Linked DNA regions of Mus musculus: region 2 is linked to region 1. Evidence: chromatin contacts called from public promoter capture Hi-C data. All regions are on one chromosome and are shown on one strand. The core of a region is the stretch at or near the end of the contact, and the rest is flanking DNA. Distances in the headings are between cores, read along the strand shown.

Evidence for each region. Promoter capture Hi-C pulls out the DNA fragments that hold promoters and counts their contacts.
Region 2: a contact with region 1 is called in a promoter capture Hi-C map of liver, with 3 times the contacts expected there. The contact joins the promoter of Qrsl1 here to the promoter of Sobp in region 1.

What each region holds. Positions count from the first base shown.
Region 1 is chr10:43,172,360-43,176,721 of GRCm38.p6, reverse strand. Sobp (sine oculis binding protein) reads left to right here and starts at 2,192. Exons shown (of 7, transcript NM_175407.3): 1 at 2,192-2,746. The coding sequence starts at 2,651. 9030612E09Rik (RIKEN cDNA 9030612E09 gene) reads right to left here and starts at 2,023. Exons shown (of 1, transcript NR_102361.1): 1 at 157-2,023.
Region 2 is chr10:43,899,304-43,903,665 of GRCm38.p6, reverse strand. Qrsl1 (glutaminyl-tRNA synthase (glutamine-hydrolyzing)-like 1) reads left to right here and starts at 1,930. Exons shown (of 11, transcript NM_001081054.2): 1 at 1,930-2,052. The coding sequence starts at 2,029. It overlaps Rtn4ip1 (reticulon 4 interacting protein 1), which reads right to left and starts at 1,859. Exons shown (of 9, transcript NM_130892.5): 1 at 1,130-1,859. The coding sequence starts at 1,403.

The DNA of each region.
Region 1 (4,362 bases), core at 943-3,442:
CTGTTTATTTGTTTCTTAACTTGTGAAACTGTATCTAAGACAGGGGGGTATACAACTTGTTACTTGATATCAGCTGAACAACAGTGAGTCAATTGTGACAGCTCTGGCCCCAAAGGAAACAGAGAAGATGTAAATGTTTCCAAGAGACAAAGGCTTCTTATTGCATAGTTTATTTTACAACATGAGTCTGTAGTTTTACAAAGTAAGGGGGAAAAAGTTTTCCTACCACTTTTTTTTTTTTTTTTTTTTTTTTTTTTTAGCTAAACACCAAGAGGACAGAACAGAAAAAAACAAGCCTACCAACAATAGGATGATGGAGACACCCTCTATATATAGTGTAACCATACATACTATGAATGGTGTAACCATATATAAGGATCACATTCCTTAGTGATGGGGAGGAGTCCGGGCTTCTCTCAGCCTCCTTAACTACTGGGTCGCTGGAGGTTTACCAACGTCTTCTGCAAATACATATGACCCAGCCAGAGGACTTGGGGCTCTGAAGCTGGATGCACATCTCCTTGGTTTTCATCTACCCCTTTTCTTAAATCCTTGACACGACCCCCTGGCTTTTCACTATGACCCCTAAAAGGCAAAAGCTGGCTTTTAGAAGTTCCCACAGGCCTTCTGCATGGCTTCGGGTACACAGGTACTTTCCCTCGCACCCCCAGCACACGAAAGAGAAGATGCTTTCCAGGGTACCCTCCCAAATATTTGTACGAAACACATTATGCTAAAATGCAAAAACAGGCCTCATAGGGTTGTTCAGCCCTGCAGAGTACGCTCCCAGATATCTGTAATTCTATGCTTAAAGAGACAAAACCATGCTAAAATGCAAATTAGGCAAGGCAACACTCAGAATGAACCCCACTTGATAGGCCGAACTGAGATTTTAATGAAAAGCTTACTCATACCCCCACACCGAATTCATTCTATCTCTTAAGGACTTAAAAATGTGTAATTTTAAATTCCACCACTGTCATAATGAACACTCCGTAATAACAAGCCGGGGAACAATGGACACCCCCATATCACATTGTGTCAGGTAATTACAAAGTGGAGCGGCGCGGGAAAGCTGAACTGGGAACGTCTAGGTGTCGTTCCTTTGCAGTGTGTGTAGGAGATTTTCAGAGCTGTGTGTTGTCTCTGGAGCCTCATCAAACGGTTCACGCTGATACCTCAACCCAAAAGACAGGGACAGGCGCAGCCGACCTTGGTCCAGGGCGTGGACAGAGGCGGCCCAAGAGGAAACACGTGAGCGCATGGAGGATGAGCTGGGCTTTGGAACCAGCAGATGCGAGTCTGGTGGAAGAGTGTGGAACCTGATGGAGAGGAGAGGGTCCTGTCGTGCGTGGCGAGGGCGTGGGGCTTCTGGGGGGAGGGATCCTGAGCGCACAACAGTACCCACTAAGCCCAACCCTTCCCATTAAGCACAGGGCACGGTGAGGGTGCAAGCCGGGTCACCGGGTAAAGATGCTACTTTGTAACAGAGCATAAGCTTGCGTTTGGGGCAGAGGGGGAAGGGAGACAGAAAGAGAAAGAAAATCAGGGAGCTGGAGGCTGAGTTGTCCTACTTCGAAGTCCTTCTCAGGAAGGCAAAAGCTTCCTGGCAAACAGTCTGACGGCGCGCTGTGCTGGAGACCCCTCTAAGCGACATTCAGCCTCCACACAGCCTGCCGTAGTCTTCGGAGCAGGACACTGGTGCCTGAGCGGTGGGTCCGGTCTGTGTTTCCCTCCGCTCCCGGGCGCTGCAACCCCGGAGCCGAGTTCTCGCTCTGCCTTCAGGTCCCTGCGCCCTTTCAGCGCTCCACCTCCACCCTTCACCCCGCTATGTTTTGCCTCAGCGGCCTCTAGGTCATCCTCAGAAGCCAACTCTGAGCCCACCGGAGCCCACGTCACGGAGCTCGGGAGCAGGAGGGGTCGTCGCGGGGAGGTGGCGGCTCCGAGTAGGGCCGGTGCCCGCCGCCCAGGAGCAGGCGGCCGCCAGCAGCCCCCGGAGCCGCGCAGCATCCGCGTCTACAACGACCGGGAAGCCACGCCCGCTCGCGAGCGGGGGGCTGGCCTTGTCCCCCCCACCCCCAGCCTCCCCTCCCTCGGACCCCTCCCCGCTCAGTCCCTCCCTCCGCCCGCGGCTCGGCTCGCGGGAGGCGCTGGGCGCCGGGGCTGGCGCGCTCTCCCGGGCGCACACACAGATCCACGCACGCACGCCCAGAGCAGCTGTCTCCGCCGTGGCCGGCGCTCCTCTCGCCCATGCGGACAGACAGAGCTCAGGAAGATGGCTGACGACTCCTTCGGGCCCCGAGGATGCAGCCCGGCGGCGGCGGGAGCGGGAGCGGCGGCGGCGGCACCGGCAGCGGCGGCAGCAGGAGCGGCGGCGGCGACGGTAGGAGCGGCGGCGGCGGCATCCCCGAGACTCCCCGGGCTACCCTTCCCCGTGACGGCCACTGACGGTCTCCGCCGCTAGAAGAGACCCCGCTCCTCCCTCGCCTGTTCCACCCCCACCCCCAGCCCCGGACCCGCTAGCACCGCTACCTCCGCCAGCGTTGCCACCATCAGCACCACCTCCACCTCCGCCACCGCCACCGCCACCACCACCACCGCCGGCGGCGGCAGCAGCCATTTCATCTCCACAGAAACCAGACACAAAAACATGGCAGAAATGGAGAAAGAAGGGAGACCTCCGGAAAATAAAAGAAGCCGGAAACCCGCTCACCCTGTGAAGAGGGAGATCAACGAGGAGATGAAGGTATTTTCGGACTCGGAGGCCGGGGAGACCGAGCTCTTTATTCCGTCCGCTCCCTTCGGGCTGTTGTGTAGGCTGCGGGGGGGGGGGGGGGGGACAGGGGCGCGCTTGTCAGTTTCTGCTGGGTCCCTGGGACGCCTCAGCTCCCCCTCCAGGTGCAAAACCGAGGCCAACTCATGGGCTGCATCTCCGAAGTCTGCCAACCTCAGATTTGATGGGGGCGAGGGGGGGGGGATACTATTTAACCTCACAAACCCTAGACTGGTACAGATGTTGCCGGGCGAGGGCACTGAACCCCAGTGGCGAGTGAGCATGGTGCAGTGGCTTTCCTGATGGTCGGTGTAGTATTTCTCCCTTTTTCGGAAATGAATCTCCGGACCCCTCCAAAGTTAAGAGCTGCCGGACCGGGGCACCCGGGATACCTGGATTCCACCCCTCTTCCCGGTCCATCCCCAGGCTCGGTGATCCCGCTTTGCTCCAACTCGCCGGCTGCGGCGGTGTAGCTGTCAGTGGCGGAGGCTTGGGCCGGAGCGGCGCGGGTCAGGGACGCTGCAGCCAGCGGGCTCGCCTCGCCGTCCCCGGCCGCTCCTCTCTGCTTCTGCCCCGGGTCTCCCGCTCGCCTCTGCACGCCTCACTTTCCAGTTAGCAGACCCGGCAAGCCCGGCTGAAAGCCAGCTGTCTGAGGGGCGGCCTCCGCTGCCGCCTGCCCATTGTTCGCGAAGGCCAGCCCCGAGTCCTCTCTGCGAGGCCGGGCGCCCTGCCAGGCCAGCGGTGCTCCAGAGGTGGCGAGCGCAGCCTCCTGGCGCTCCAGCTGTTCGCGTAGAAACCCAAGAACACGGCTCAGCCTGGACTCTTCTGTCACCCCCACTTCTTTATTTTCCTCAAAGTTGTGTGTTTTGCCTGGCGAGGATTTTATCTTGTGTGTGCATTATGAGTTTCTTGATTTGAAAAAGAAATCACTTTACGTACATAGATTTGTTTCTATGATATTAAAATATGTAAGGCTTGTTTTTCGCGTTTCTTGGCGTTCTCCACTTCTGTCTGCATGGAATCTTCAATACAGTCAGGTGACTTGGTCAGCTTTGGTTAAGTTTGTATTTGAAAGGCAAACTGGTTAAAATGGTATGGGACTAATTCACTGTTATTGCGGCTTGGGCATCTTCTTGGTTATAGCAAGCGTATTTGGTGAGGGTGCTGCGAGAAAGCCCACGTTTAGAAGGGGCAAACAGACACACATCTTAGGTGTTTGTGAAACTAGGTGTATGTTCCTAGCTTTGCCTCTCTCCCGGGAGTTTTACTTGTATTCCACGCTTTGGAAGTAGGGCTTTTATTTTGGGAGGAGGTGGTGGTGGTGAAGAATTTAGTGTCTGGAAGCAGGAGTTATCCGTCTGGGAAAGTTAGGAAGCTTTGCCTTGGAAATTAATACCATTCCCTGTAACAGAAACCACTATTGATTCTAATGATAGACAGTTTATAAAAGAAAAAGAAAAGAAAGAGATCTGTAAAAGTTGTTTTCTCTTCAAGAGGCAGAGTGTGTTCTGCAGTTCTGGCCCCTCCCTCCTGTCTTGCGTTTCTACATTACTTTTCCGTGTCGTTTTTAAATGGAGAGTGGGGGACGA
Region 2 (4,362 bases), core at 681-3,180, 730 kb before region 1:
TAGGCCCCCACACAAGCCCTTCAGAACACTGACCCAGGGTTAAACATGGCAGCTTCCTTAACCACTAGGTAGTTAACTTCCTGTGAATTGGTCATCTCAGAACATATTCATCTTCAGAAGACACACGTGAGTTCCCATAAGCGAGACTGACAATATTTTTGCCAGTTTTTTCCAGAATTAAAGTAATTTATAAATACAAATCAATTTGTTCACCACTATAATAGAACCACAGTATAGAATATAAGAATACATTTAAGGAATGCTCTCCCCAAGCTGTTCAATATGACCCAGCAAGAGAAATTAGGATAACATTATCCCAGCTTCAGCGGGTGTATAACAAGAAAACACATTTAAGCTGGAGGTGGGGAGTGGGGAATGGGGATATGAGAAATGACGAGGATGCTGTGCCCCTATCAGGAGTTCTGCTCTGTTGCTTGGTACACTGGGCCTATAACAGAAGCTGTGAACCGTGGGACAGCAAGAAGGATACAGGAATTACATAGACCCAGACTCTGAACTGATGGGGAAACATAGCCAAACTCTGGAGCCTGTGCTGGACCCTAAAATTACCACAGAGCAAATTAACTGTAGATATCACTTCTCGGTCCCAACTCATATGTGAAAGGAAACAAACACATTTAATAAAAGATTAAAGTATACCTTAGCAGTTGTGACAACAAAACGTCGTAAATATTTGCAGGGATAGTATCAGAAACCAGATGGCTCTGCCTATAGTGGTGCTTGCTACCAAGCCTGGTGGTCAGTTTAATGCCCGGAGCCTACCTGGTAGAAGGAAGAAACTCACTCCCACAAGATGTCCTTTGACCTCCACTTGGGCCCTGTTCCACACACCCAAACACAAAATAAATACATGTAATAAGAAACCTAAATGACTCCCTCACGCCAACCTAAATGTAGTCTATTAACTAGGTGTGGTCTACACCTGCTAAATCCCAGGCCTGGAGAGGCAGAGCAGGAGGGCGGCAGAGTGGAGACTAGTCAGTGGTATACAATGAATTGGAGGCCAGCCTGGGCTAGACAACGACCCCTTGTTTCAAAAGAAAAACAACAAAACACCTGTGTGCCCAGTGAATTTTGATTTAAAACCAAACAAACCCGGACAACTTACTTCTCATATTAACATCTATAGGATTTACACTGGCAGCGTGGACTTTGATAATGACTTCATTTGGATAGTGTATGATAGGTAACATCATGTTCTGGGTGAATCGAAGGACTTCATTCTTTCCATATTTATCTATCACCCAAGCGGGCATGACAGTGCTCCTCGCAGACGTAGTACTAATGCCTCTAAATGGTGGCTTTGGGATAACTGTCCTTCTCCAGAAGCAGGCGGCGGCACAAGCACTTCTTCTAAGTACACAGGTCTTCAAAACGCCCATCCTGAGCAGGGATGGAGAACGTTTCCTCGAAAAAAAGAAAAGAAAAAAAGAAAAAGAAAAAAGAAAGGAGGAGCGGGGGTGGGGGGTGCGACGGTGGAGAGAAAGGACCTGAAGCAGGTCAAACTAACACATTTCAATTCAGCCAAAATCTGCCAAACCCACAGGTCAATTAAGCGAGGGGGAGCTTTCAGAAGCAAACTCAACCTAAAGCCGCGACGGAATTAAAATAGAATTGCTACTGTGCTCCCCACGTCAGAAATGTCCCAGTTGGCGTCCAGTCAGTACACTGGCCATTCCTTCCTTACGCTCTCCTTCCCCTTAAGGAAAAAAAAGCAAGCAAGCAGGGAGTCCTCAGAGGGACAAGCAAACAAGGCTAGCAATTCCTAGGTCAGGCGGATTCCTGACACGACCCCGGCCGCGGTCTCCTTGCCTGTCCGCGCGCCTCCGGTCGCCGGCGCGCGAGCCAATCGTGTGCAGAGATCATTTCCGCCGCCCGGAACTCGACCAATCCAGGCGCTCGTTGTTAAAGAGGAGCCAAGATGTCTGCGCCCATGTAACGCCGGTGGCAGAGATTGACTCCTTCCTCTGTTCCGGGACCCGGTGCTACCGGCTGACTCCGAGGGCTATGCTGGGCCGGACTCTCCGAGAAGTGAGTGGACATGGCCAGGAGGGGACCAGGGAGGGCTGAGACACTGGAGGACTCGGAAGTTCAAGGTCGCCCCGGGTCACGCCGCACGGCACGCCCCCCCCCCCCGACCGCCTACATTCCTGAGTGGGAAGTGGGATTCGAACCTAAGCTCTTACCGTACACGCTGAGTCAATCCCCTAGAGTCAGAACGTCAAAAAGTTTGAACCCCTGAGCCGTGGAGTGGAACGACAGTCAACCCGCGCGATTAGGGAGAGGTTTCTCAGACAAGCCATCTCAGTCCCGTCGCTGCTGTGCTCGCTTAGGGACGGGGCGGTTTTGTAGCATGCACATTTGAAACAAACAAAAAAATTGGTGGCTTAAAAAAAAAAACAAAAAAAAACTAGGATTTCTACCACATCGTGTTTGAACATCTACTTAAGCTGTAGGTCGCAACCACAAATGTAGGAGAAAATGTGACAGCAGTTTTGAAAGGGAAGGAGGAGTGTTCCTGAGACAGTGGGCAAAGTTAATTCAAAAATCAAACTGTGAGTTGTGAGTTCAAGGTGTTTCTGACCGCACCCAGCGGTGCTTCCTCACGACTCTCTGCAGCAGGGTATGTGTGCACTGCCCAGCAAATGCTGCCGGAAACATCTCAACTCAGAATCGAGAGTATTGTTTATTAAGATTTAACATATGAGCAACTTTTCTAAACTTGTAGAAACATAATTATTTAATTTCAGAAAGCAAAACCTTTTAATATTTTACTAAATCGTTTTTCAGCTTGTCATACCCTAAGTGTGAAATGCGTGCATCTTTGGGATTTGTTGCTTTAAGGTGCTTGATTCTAAAAATGGCTGAGTTATTGACTTGAGTCTCATTCAAAAATCACTAAATAAGTTTTGATGTGAGATTATTCAGCTTTTTCCCAATATGGCGCTAAACATGCTCCTACAATTTTGTACAACATATTTATGCAAAGTGGTGTTCTCAGCACTGATATATCAAATCAAAATATTGGTAAACTGAAAAAAAATGAAAAACGTTGAGGAAACCTACAGCCAGGATTTAATTCTTTATTTAAAAATAAGCAAGTCTATGCATTTATTGGTATGCAGGTTTACTTTCATCTTTAATAGTAGAATTATGTACACCAAATAATTTTGTAAATATCTATATTTATTTATTTATTTATCTATTGTATATGGGTCTTTTGACTGCATGTATGTCTGCACACCAGAAGAGTGTATCAGATCCCATGTCACTACAGTCTTAAGTGGTTGAGAGCTGCCTTATGGGTGCTGGGATTTGAACTCAGGGCCTGTGGAAGAGCAGCCAGTGCTCTTAGCTGCTGAGGCACTACTCTAGACTCCATAGAATGGTTCTAAAATCAAATCCTTTATGATTTAGCAATTAATGCCTTGTATACCTACTTTGTATCTCAGTATACCTGTGCTTTGCAAAGCTTGTCTAGCACAAAAGGATTGTGAGTAGAAAAAGCTTCAGAAGCCCTGCCCAGGCTCGTATCTGTGAGGGCCTTCTGGAGGGCTCTTCCAAATGCCCAGAACACTCTAAACAAAGCAGAGGTGTCATTGCCCAAGCCAGAACAAAACCGGGAAGCACACCGTTACCCGTGGGTCTGTACACTGCCCTTCACTCTCCCTGTCCATCAACTCACTAAGCCCTCTAGTCTGTTCTCTTGAGATACCGTCCCACCTTAAGTCTTAGTCTTGCTTCAATATGGCTCGCCTGCCTTTGTTTGGGGCCAAACTCTCTTCAAGCTTTACAACAGTCTGCTCACCCACTCAGAATCACCTGGGGCCTTAGTTAACCTTCAGCTGGTTACCACACTAGACTCAATTAGAAAGATCTGTGTGATTAAAGCCTAGAGTGTATGGCTTAATGGGGTCTCTGGGTAGATCCTGGTACCTTAGTATTGAGTACCTATCCTGCCTACCGCTTCCCTCTCCCTTTTGTGTCTCCATTTGAGAGTCTTTTCTTTTTCAGCTGGCACCATTTCAGTGATATATAGATATTATGTTAACATATGTGTATATGTACATATACACATGTGCATATACATTAAATTAACATATCTGTATATAAATATGTGTGTATGTATATATAAACATATATGCATATATGCTAATATATTTGTATATAATATATAAGAAAGGTGACATATATGTTAAATATATATAAATGCTAATTTATAAAATTACAATTACCGTACATTGTATGTGAGATATATATAAAATCTTACATAGTATGTGGCATATCAGATAGAGTCAAGTCAAGTTAACAACTGGGAAGAGCCATCACACATATACTGTT